Regions from separate parts of the Pan troglodytes genome. Here region 2 is linked to region 1. The links are chromatin contacts, called in public Hi-C maps. All regions are on one chromosome and are shown on one strand. Each heading gives the region's core, a stretch centred on a gene start, on an enhancer-like site or on the middle of the called end of the contact. The rest is flanking DNA. Distances are from core to core; before and after follow the strand shown. Region 1 overlaps KIF24 (kinesin family member 24). Region 2 holds the start of DCAF12 (DDB1 and CUL4 associated factor 12).

Region 1 (4,141 bases), core at 754-3,253:
TCAGTATCCTTCCTTGGTGGGAAGATGGATGTGGGTGGTGGGACCCAGACAGAGCTCAGCAACAGTGAGCTGGGACTGGGCTGACTCCTGAAGGTTGATGGCCGTCACCAAACCCGTCTGCCTTGGCTTCCACCACAGCCCACCTCTGCTTGCTAGGGGACCTTATGGAGACTCACGGGGCTCTGGGGGAAGGATGTAGACATTCTGCTCTCCCCCAGTCCCCGTCCCACACACACACTCCTTCACTCAGCTGTGCTGTGACCCCACCCTTTTCTTTAATCTGTGTTCTCTTCTCTCCCTTAGATGATGGAGTTTCTTCAGTTAATGAGCAAATTTAAGGAGATGGGCTTTGAGCTGAAAGACATTAAGGAAGTTTTGCTATTACACAACAATGACCAGGACAATGCTTTGGAAGACCTCATGGCTCGGGCAGGAGCCAGCTGAGACCAGGCCCTGCCTAGGCCCTGCCGCAGAACCACCATCCCTGGGAGGCCCTGCAGAGCCCACCTGTGGGGAAAGAGAAGGGGCAGCTTCCGGATTTTCTTTTGGGGGTTAGAAGGTCAGGTGTGGAGACTGCTCGCCAGTCTCTGTGAGCCTAGGCCCTGAGCTGGGGAGGTGGGGAAGATTTGGGCATGTGAGTGCCCCCAGAACTGTCCTGGCTCCTTCCGTATTAAACGCATTTGCATTTTGAGAAGTGTCCTTCCCACCTCAGCCCTCCGGAGAGACTACCCTAGTCTTTCTCGGGTGTTTATGTCCTCAGCTGAAGCCTGGCCTAGTTGCTGAGAGGGGCTGGGGAGATGGGGCGGGAGGGCCAGACTCAGTGCTGCTGTGGAGCTAGGTGCTTCCCCCTTCCCCTGAGACTGGTGGACTGAACTCCAGTCAAGTTGAGTTCAAGTGAAAGATTCTTCCAGGGTTTTATTTTTTCCCCTCCTAACAAAGTCTCATAGTGTTAACACTGGTTCTGCAATATCTCTGAGGTGCAAAAAATGCACTTTTCCCTATGGGGCCCAGAGTTTGCCTTTTCTGCCAGGCAGTCACCACGCTTCCCTACCCCAGCCTGTTTCTTTTGGCTTGGTTTGGACCACAGTCCTCTGCTACCCAGGGTTTTAGAGCCCCTGCTCTAGGAAACAGTTTAAGAAATCATTGGCCCCTTCCCAGCACACTGAATGGGTAAGCAGACAGGCCATGATTTAGTTGGCCAGCACTAACTCCACCTCTGTTCTCCTTGAACAGCTTCCCCTCCAGCCCACTGCTTTAGGATGACACAATGAATAACACCTAGTCATAGAAATCAGTCTCTCTGGTTTGTTTTGTATTATGTTGTACATCATTAAAGATCTAAATACAAGGGATATACAGTCTTGAATCTAAAATAATTTGCTAACTATTTTGATTCTTCAGAGAGAACTACTAATAAAAATCTAAAAGGTATGTCTTGGTGTGATAACTTCTTTATTACCAAGGCTGTTTGTTTGTTTTATGGGAGTGGGGGGGCCATGTGGTGTATAAAGAGATTTCTTGCTTAGATTTGCTGGGGATAGAATAGGACCTAACCGTTTTCTATTTCGGAGCTTTCTTCCCACTTCAGACCTGTCCTCGTTTTTGGTTTGCAAAGGCAAGCCTAGACTGAGTCTTTTAAACCTGACCCAGCTCCGTCTGTGGACCAAGGACGTAGGCCTTCCTGACTGTGGAGTTGGGATAGGCTGGGCCTTCAAGGGGGATCACCCAGTAAAAGAGGAAGAAGCTCTTTTACTGTGAGCAGCAGGCATTTATGCATCATTTGCCACAAGCAGAGGACGGGATTTAAACTGTTTCACCAGCTCTCAGTGGTGCTGTTGTATATGATGATAGAATAGGGTTCATTCCTAAAGTAAGTTTTTGTCCTTGACCTTAATACTGTGCCATTGTCCCACTTGAGCTTTTGGCTAGACTGGGTCTTTGAAGGTTTTTAGTGATCATGTGAGGGAGGGGCCGCAGTGCCCTGCGGCCGGGAAGCACCAATAAGGATGCCCCCTGGCGGTCAGATGAGGCACTGTCAGGCTGACAAAGGGTGACTGGACCAGGCTGCTAGTGTCTCAAGAGAGCCATTTAACCCTCTTCTTGGCCTTTTAATTAAGCCCTCCTTTTAAAACCGTAAAAAGTTATCCTTTATCTGAAGGAAATAAAGGCTCACATAGTAATGGGCGTTCGGGCCAAGGCCGTGACTCATCAATCTCCATTTGACCCAGAGTGGCTTTAAAGTAATTGGCACCTGGAGGCTACTTTGTCTTCCCTGTCCTGAGCTGCTTCCTGCTAAAAAGATACACAGCAGGCAGAACTCGGCTGAAGGTTTGTGTGTGAATTCTGTTTCAGAGGCCTCAGACTGTTGAACAGAGCACTCTGTTCAACTGCCAAGGTTCCCAACACAGACCCCTGAGAGGCAGGGTGGCTGGGCAGGGTGAACTGGATGAAGGCCAGGCTAGGAGATGGACTATTCCATGAGGGGGCTGGGTAGTGAGGTGTCCCAGATAGGAGCCAGGAGCTGCCATGGAAGCATGAGAGTATCGGGCATTGTACAGAGGCCTTTCACCCGAGCAAAAGTCAGGAGAAAAATTGATGTGTGACACAGGCACCCTCTTCTGCCTCAACACTGGATTGCAGGAAGGGAAGGGAGCTGTAAATATAAGGCCTGTCTCACATCTGCTGCTGTCAGTGACACATCAAGTCAAGGTTTATGCTATTTACATTTTCAAAAACGCCTCTAAATCCCCAAATCAATCTCCAAGGGCTGATGGGGCAGAGCTCACCCCACCCTGTCCCCCTAGCACCAATGTTTAAGTTTGGGCCAGTGTTTAGTCTTCTAAGTTAGGCACAGAATTCAGCTGGTGAAGCCTCTGGTCTCAGCATGTTGTCTTCTCTGTCTTGTGACCTCTGACCTCTAGGCTACCACTGACCACCCCATCCTCTGATCCCCAAACTTAGAAACTTCAGGGTTATTAGACCCAAATATATTCCCACAGGCAAGGGGTCAGTTAATCATATTCTCTAGGCACAAGGGAAAGGCATTAGGTTCTTTGGCCTGGCCCACCCTTGGAGGCACTCCTGTGCATGGAACTGAGGGACAGGGGCCTGTCCCTGAGGGAGAAGCTGGGACCTATCTGAAGCCACGTGGGGCTGGGGTGACGCTAGCATAGGCAGGACCAGCGTGTGGGTTCTGGTGTGTGCAGGGAGGACCTGGCAGAGGCTCCTCCAGCCTGAGAGCCCAGCACAGACTCCTGCAGGGCCCCCACCATCTCAGCACAGGGTCTGGCTCTAAGACGGCACTGTTCCTTCAGGGGCTGCGGTGGGCCCGTGGCAGGTGAGATAGAGCTGCAGCTGGCTCCTCAGACTCTGGATACACTTGGATTTCAGAACCATGATTTCATCCAGCTGGGTCACAAAATCTTCAAAATCCTGAGAAGGAAACAAGGGACGAATACAGCTTTTGCTCTTGCTGGCGCTCTGCCAGATCTGCTTTTTCAGTCCCTCCTCTGGCAGGAAAGTTTCAGAACCCAGGCCACTCTTCTAGCGGGAGAACATGTAGGAGAGTTGCTATGGCACAGGGTGGGGCCTGCTGCTCTGCATTCGAGACACTTTCCAAGCAGAGGAGTATTTTGTAAGGCAGAAGGGTATTTGGTAGAAATACCTACGTGTGGTAGGCAGCAGACTGGTCACTGTTAGTCACAGGGAGGGGCCCCGACAAACCGCTAGGAAGGCAGAGCAGCTGAGGATAGAGGCTGGAAACATTTTAGCCTGGAAAAGGCGAGTGTTGCACCATCTCCCACCTGTACCTATATTCAAGATGTCTCAAAGGCGTGGCAAGAGGAGGTGTGAGGCCTCAGTCATGGTTAGTGTGTGCCAGGAGACCCTTTCCTCACACATAGCCACAGCAAACAAGGATGACCATCAAATTAGCTGCAGGCTAATTCCCAACAGCCTGTGAGTGTCCAGCCAGGGCTACTTACATTAGAAGCCAGCTGGCTCATCAGCGTCTCCTCCTTGAAGCCGAGCTCAGCCATTTCATCCAGCTGTTCCTGGTGTGCTCGGATGACCACCTGCCTGGGAACACCAGAGAGAACACTGTGATCTTCCTGGCCTCCCAGCCTCTCCTGGGTAGCTTTCT
Region 2 (4,547 bases), core at 803-3,302, 130 kb before region 1:
CTCCCAGGTCTTCCAGGGATGCATCATCAATGACCGTTCCTCTGTCATCATGCCCGCGCTCCAGGCAGTTGCAGAATTCGAAAAATCAACCGCCAACGGGGTAGTAGGCCCCCGGGAAATCAGAGGCCATATCTATGTCCAAGAAGGCCTTCCCCTCCAAAGAGGGCGGCATAGAGATGATACCTGGGAACTGTTGTTTCTTTTGGGGTCCAAACGCCGAAAGGCCCAGCTCAGGGTTGGGTATACATATAGGGAGACTACTTCCTTCTTCCAGGAGGGACGCAATCATCCCAGCTTCCTAGGGCCCATGGAAGGTAGAGTTCACTCTACCAGAGTTTGTTTCCGATTCCCTTAACTTCGGTTTCCCCTTCCTCCAAAGCCAAGATTCTGGTTTCTTTTCAAGCCCTATCCACGAATGCAGGCCTCCCGCGGATTATGTCCCATTCCTGAGTTCCCCTTTGGCTCCTCACCGCCCTGGCCTATCTGCCCTCCAGTTAACGAGGGTCCAGTCCTGACCCTATAGGCCCTGGACCCATTCCTGTTTTGCCTCTGACTGCAGACCTTGGACCCCGATTCCTGTCGCAGGATCTGCGGACCTTAAGCCCATCTTGGTTCCTCGGCCTCACCACCCAGGTGCCGGCCTCTCAACCCTCACCTGCGGGCCCTGAGCGTCGCTCCCAGCTCCCGGCGAGGCGGGCGCTTTCCGCTTCCTGCTAACTACTTTCCGGGCCATAGTGGGCAGCGCCGCCGCGGCCCCGCAGCCACATGGGGCGGGGGAAGCGAAGGATAGCAGGACGGCGGGTCATATACTGGGCCCCGGGGCCGCGCACCTTAGTGCGCCCGGCCCGGAAAATGGCCCGGACCCGGAGCGGCAGCAGAAAAAAGATAGGCGGAAAGAAAGGAGAGAGGAAGGACTTGGGCCGGGAAAGGGAAGGGGAAGCGAGAATGAGCGGCTTTCCGACGGCAGAGCCTGCAAGGACGGCGAGCGGCTAGAACCAAAACACCCCCTCCCCCCTTGCTCGCGCGCCGTCACCCTTGCGCAGCCGCACTTCGGACGGCGTCGCCACGGAAACACCGCCGGAACGAGAGGGGCGGGATCTAGGGGTTGGAAGATAGTTCGCTGGTGTTTCCCGGCCGCCGCCAGGCCATTTTCAACGGTTGTTTGGCTGCTACTGGATGGAAGTGGACGAGCTGGGGCCAAGGGAATCTGGCTTCTGGCCGCCGACCTCCGACCCCAGCCCGCCTATCCGCAGGCACCCGGAAGTGAGGACCACCAGCGCTGCTGGGGGAAGGAATCCTCCCTAGTGCAGGCCTCAACCCGGTAGCCGCCACCGGTTACCTCCCATCTGGCACCAAACGTTTCCCTGAATCTGTCACAAACCGTGCCCTGGCTCCAAGGGCTGGACAGGGGGGTGGGGGGGTGGGGGGCAGGAACCGCTCCCACCCTCGAGGTGAAGTCCAGTCAGGAAGTCAGGGCAGTGTGGCCAGACTTTCCCACCACTGAGAACCTGCCCAGCACAACCAACCCAGGCCGCCCTACGAGTCTCTGGCTACCCTCTTCCCACCGCTGGGTAGCCCTGAGGCTCCATTCTCCGCTCTGTCTCCTCCTGATCCTTTCTCCTGTCCGAACTGCTTCAGCCCCTCAGTCAGTTTCAGCTCCTCAGTCACCTTCCCCTTACGGTGCAACTTCACCATTCCCTTTAGATTTCCATGACCTGCCATCTAAACCACATGGTCTTTTGTGCTTTATGAAGTAGTCATCACGCTGTAAACTTATCTGTAGCTGCCTGCCTCACTCTTGGATTCAGGTTGCGTCTCCATTAGGGCAGGTCGGGAATTCTGAACTACAGGAAAGAGAGTGGTCATTTTTGGCTTGCCAGTCCAGTTAGAGCTGGCATTGGCCTCCAAACAAGGGGTCTTCATCAGGATCACCCTTGCCAACATTTTTGGAAGATCCTGAAGGAATATGACTGCCAGCCTTCACTTTCCTCAAGCAAACAAACCCTCTGAGGAAGCAGGATGCTCTTGCTTCGGGCTGATTGGCCTCAGACTGTGGTGCCCAGTTACCTGCTGGTCCCTTCAGGCTTCAGGCCTCAGGCCTCATACCTCCAAGGAGCTCTGTTGGACCATCTCAAGTTCTGTCAACAAGGAGATTTGGATTTGTTTTCCAAGCCGAATCAAAGACCAGATTGAAGCAGGGTCTCCTGCCATCCCAAGTCGGCACTACCACTAACCCCTAATGTCTTGGGAAAGGCAGCTCCATCTTATTTGGTCAGGCCTGTCCCTTTAGAGATATGCACATAGTGAGTGGGTCAGGAATGGGTCAGCTTCCTTTTTTGAGTCTGTTCTAATTCTGTCTTGCCCCGCAATGCTCTGGATGACCCAGGAGCCCCTGGGCAAGAGTCTGGAATCCTTTGAGAATCTCTAGGCTCAGATCGGGCTGTCAGTGCCAAGAGGGGCACACTGGGCACTGCTGCAGTCTCTTTCTCAAAGTTCCTTTACTTCATCTTCACAACCTAGGAACCATCCCCAAATGTACCTTATAGCAGAGCTCGCGATTTCTTTTCTTTTCTTTTCTTTTCTTTTTTTTTGAGATGGAGTCTCACTCTGTAGCCTAGGCTGGAGTGCAGTGGCACGATCTCGGCTCACTGCAACCTCTGCCTCCTGGGTTCAAGTGATTCTCCTACCTCAGCCTCCTGAGTAGCTCAGATTACAGGTGCTCGCCACGTTGCCCAGCTAATTTTTTTTTTTTTCTTTTTTGAGACGGAGTCTCGCTCTGTCGCCCAGGATGGAGTGCAGTGGTGCGATCTCGGCTCACTGCAGGCTCCGCCTCCTGGGTTCACGCCATTCTCCTGGCTCAGCTTCCCGAATAGCTGAGACTACAGGCGCCCGCCACCACGCCTGGCTAATTTTTTGTATTTTTAGTAGAGACGGGGTTTCACCATGTTAGCCAGGATGGTTGCCCACTAATTTTTGTATTTTTAGTAGAGACGGGGTTTCACCATGTTAGCCAGGATGGTTGCCCACTAATTTGTGTATTTTCAGTAGAGATGGGGTTTCGCCATGTTGGCCAGGCTGGTCTCAAAATCCTGACCTCAGGTGATCCGCCCACTTCGGCCTCCCAAAGTGCTAGGATTACAGGCATGAGCCACCACGCCTGGCCAAGAGCTCACCATTTCTATTCAAATAACAGAATGAAAGTCCATTTTGGAAATTTAATTGACAATCGCCTTTAAAAGACTGCAGGCCAGGTGCGGTGGCTCACGCCTGTAATCCCAGCACATTGGGAGGCCGAGTTGGGCCAATCACCTGAGGTCAGGAGTTCGAGACCAGCCTCCTGAGTAGCTGGGTTGCAGTGAGCTGAGATCATACCACTGGACTCCAGCCAGGGTGACAGAGCAAGACCCTGTCTAAAAAATAAAATAATAAAATAATAATGATAACAATAATAAAGTAGTAGAGTGGCTGGGGGAAAAAGGACTCAGGGCATGTAAGTACTCCAAGAATGGCATTCTTAGTGAGCCTCACTGCTGAAACTGCGTGCTGTAATCTGAAAGCAGTTTTATCTAATAGCTGTTAAAACAACCTACTGTGACTCTCAGAAATAGTTTTACTTATTGCCTTCACTTACCAATCAAAACTTGCCAGCTCCCCAAAACCTTACTAGTGCCAATGAACTTTCTTGAAGAGCAATACATAACACTTTTCCTTTTTATAAAACTTCCAACCTTCTCTTTGTTCTGCAGACATGGCAAAGACCACCCAGTTTGCATGTGCCCTGAATTACAATTCCTGCTTCACAAAACATTTTAATTTTAGAGATTCATCTATATATTTTATTTCACCTTGACAAAACTATGTGAATGAATTTTATAATATTGCATAAAAGATATCAGGCCAGGCGTGGTGGCTTACACCTGTAATCCCATCACTTTGGGATGCCAAGGCGGGTGGATCACCTTAGGTCAGGAGTTTGAGACCAGCCTGGCCAACATGGTGAAACCCCCTCTCTACTAAAAATACACAAATTAGCTGGGCATGGTGGTGCCCGCCAGTAGTCCCAGCTACTCAGGAGGCTGAGGCAGGAGAATCGCTTGAACCCAGGAGACCAAGGCTTCGGTAAGCCGAGATCAAGCCACTGCACTCCAGCCTGGGCAACAGAATGAGATTCCGTTTCAAAAAAAAAAAAAGAAAAGAAAAGAAAAAAAAATCAAACACACTGCTGGGCACGGGGCTCACCCCTGTAATCCTAGCACTTTGGGAGGCTGAGGCAGGTAGATTGCTTGAACTCAGGAGTTTGAGACCAGCATGGGCAACATGGGAAAATCCTGTCTCTATAGAAACATACAAAAATTAGCTGGGTGGGGTGGCATGTACCTGTAGTCCCAGCTACCTGGGAGTTGGCAGGCTGAGGTGGGAGGATAGCTTGAGCCCAGAAGGTGGAGGTTGCAGGTGGAGAGCCAATATCATGCCACTGCACTCCAGCCTGGGAGATCCAGACCTGTCTCCAAAAAAATCAAACACAAAGCAGTAATTCCTTTTTTTAT

What was found. A called contact is a pair of places that touch in the nucleus more often than the background predicts.
Region 2: a contact with region 1 is called in a Hi-C map of stem cell-derived neural progenitor cells, with 2.3 times the contacts expected there. The contact joins the promoter of DCAF12 here to the enhancer-like site in region 1. A contact is called at or near these places in 1 of 7 Hi-C or Micro-C datasets (stem cell-derived neural progenitor cells) and 1 of 1 datasets of contacts at active chromatin or transcription factors (stem cell-derived excitatory neurons).

Annotation. Positions count from the first base shown.
Region 1 is chr11:81,743,008-81,747,148 of NHGRI_mPanTro3-v2.0_pri, reverse strand. It overlaps KIF24 (kinesin family member 24), which reads right to left. Exons shown (of 13, transcript XM_003312047.7): 12 at 3,984-4,077; 13 at 1,292-3,432. The coding sequence ends at 3,292. It overlaps UBAP1 (ubiquitin associated protein 1), which reads left to right. Exons shown (of 6, transcript XM_024345614.1): 6 at 304-1,431. The coding sequence ends at 444. Among named protein-coding and RNA genes, the nearest start is that of KIF24, 76 kb to the right of the region's middle. Within about 2 kb of position 2,003, at least 12 of the 24 cell types and tissues checked have an H3K27ac peak or open chromatin away from gene starts, as enhancers often do. A contact at or near this core is called in stem cell-derived neural progenitor cells, where this site is marked.
Region 2 is chr11:81,869,197-81,873,743 of NHGRI_mPanTro3-v2.0_pri, reverse strand. It overlaps DCAF12 (DDB1 and CUL4 associated factor 12), which reads right to left and starts at 2,052. Exons shown (of 9, transcript XM_016960749.4): 1 at 656-2,052. The coding sequence starts at 733.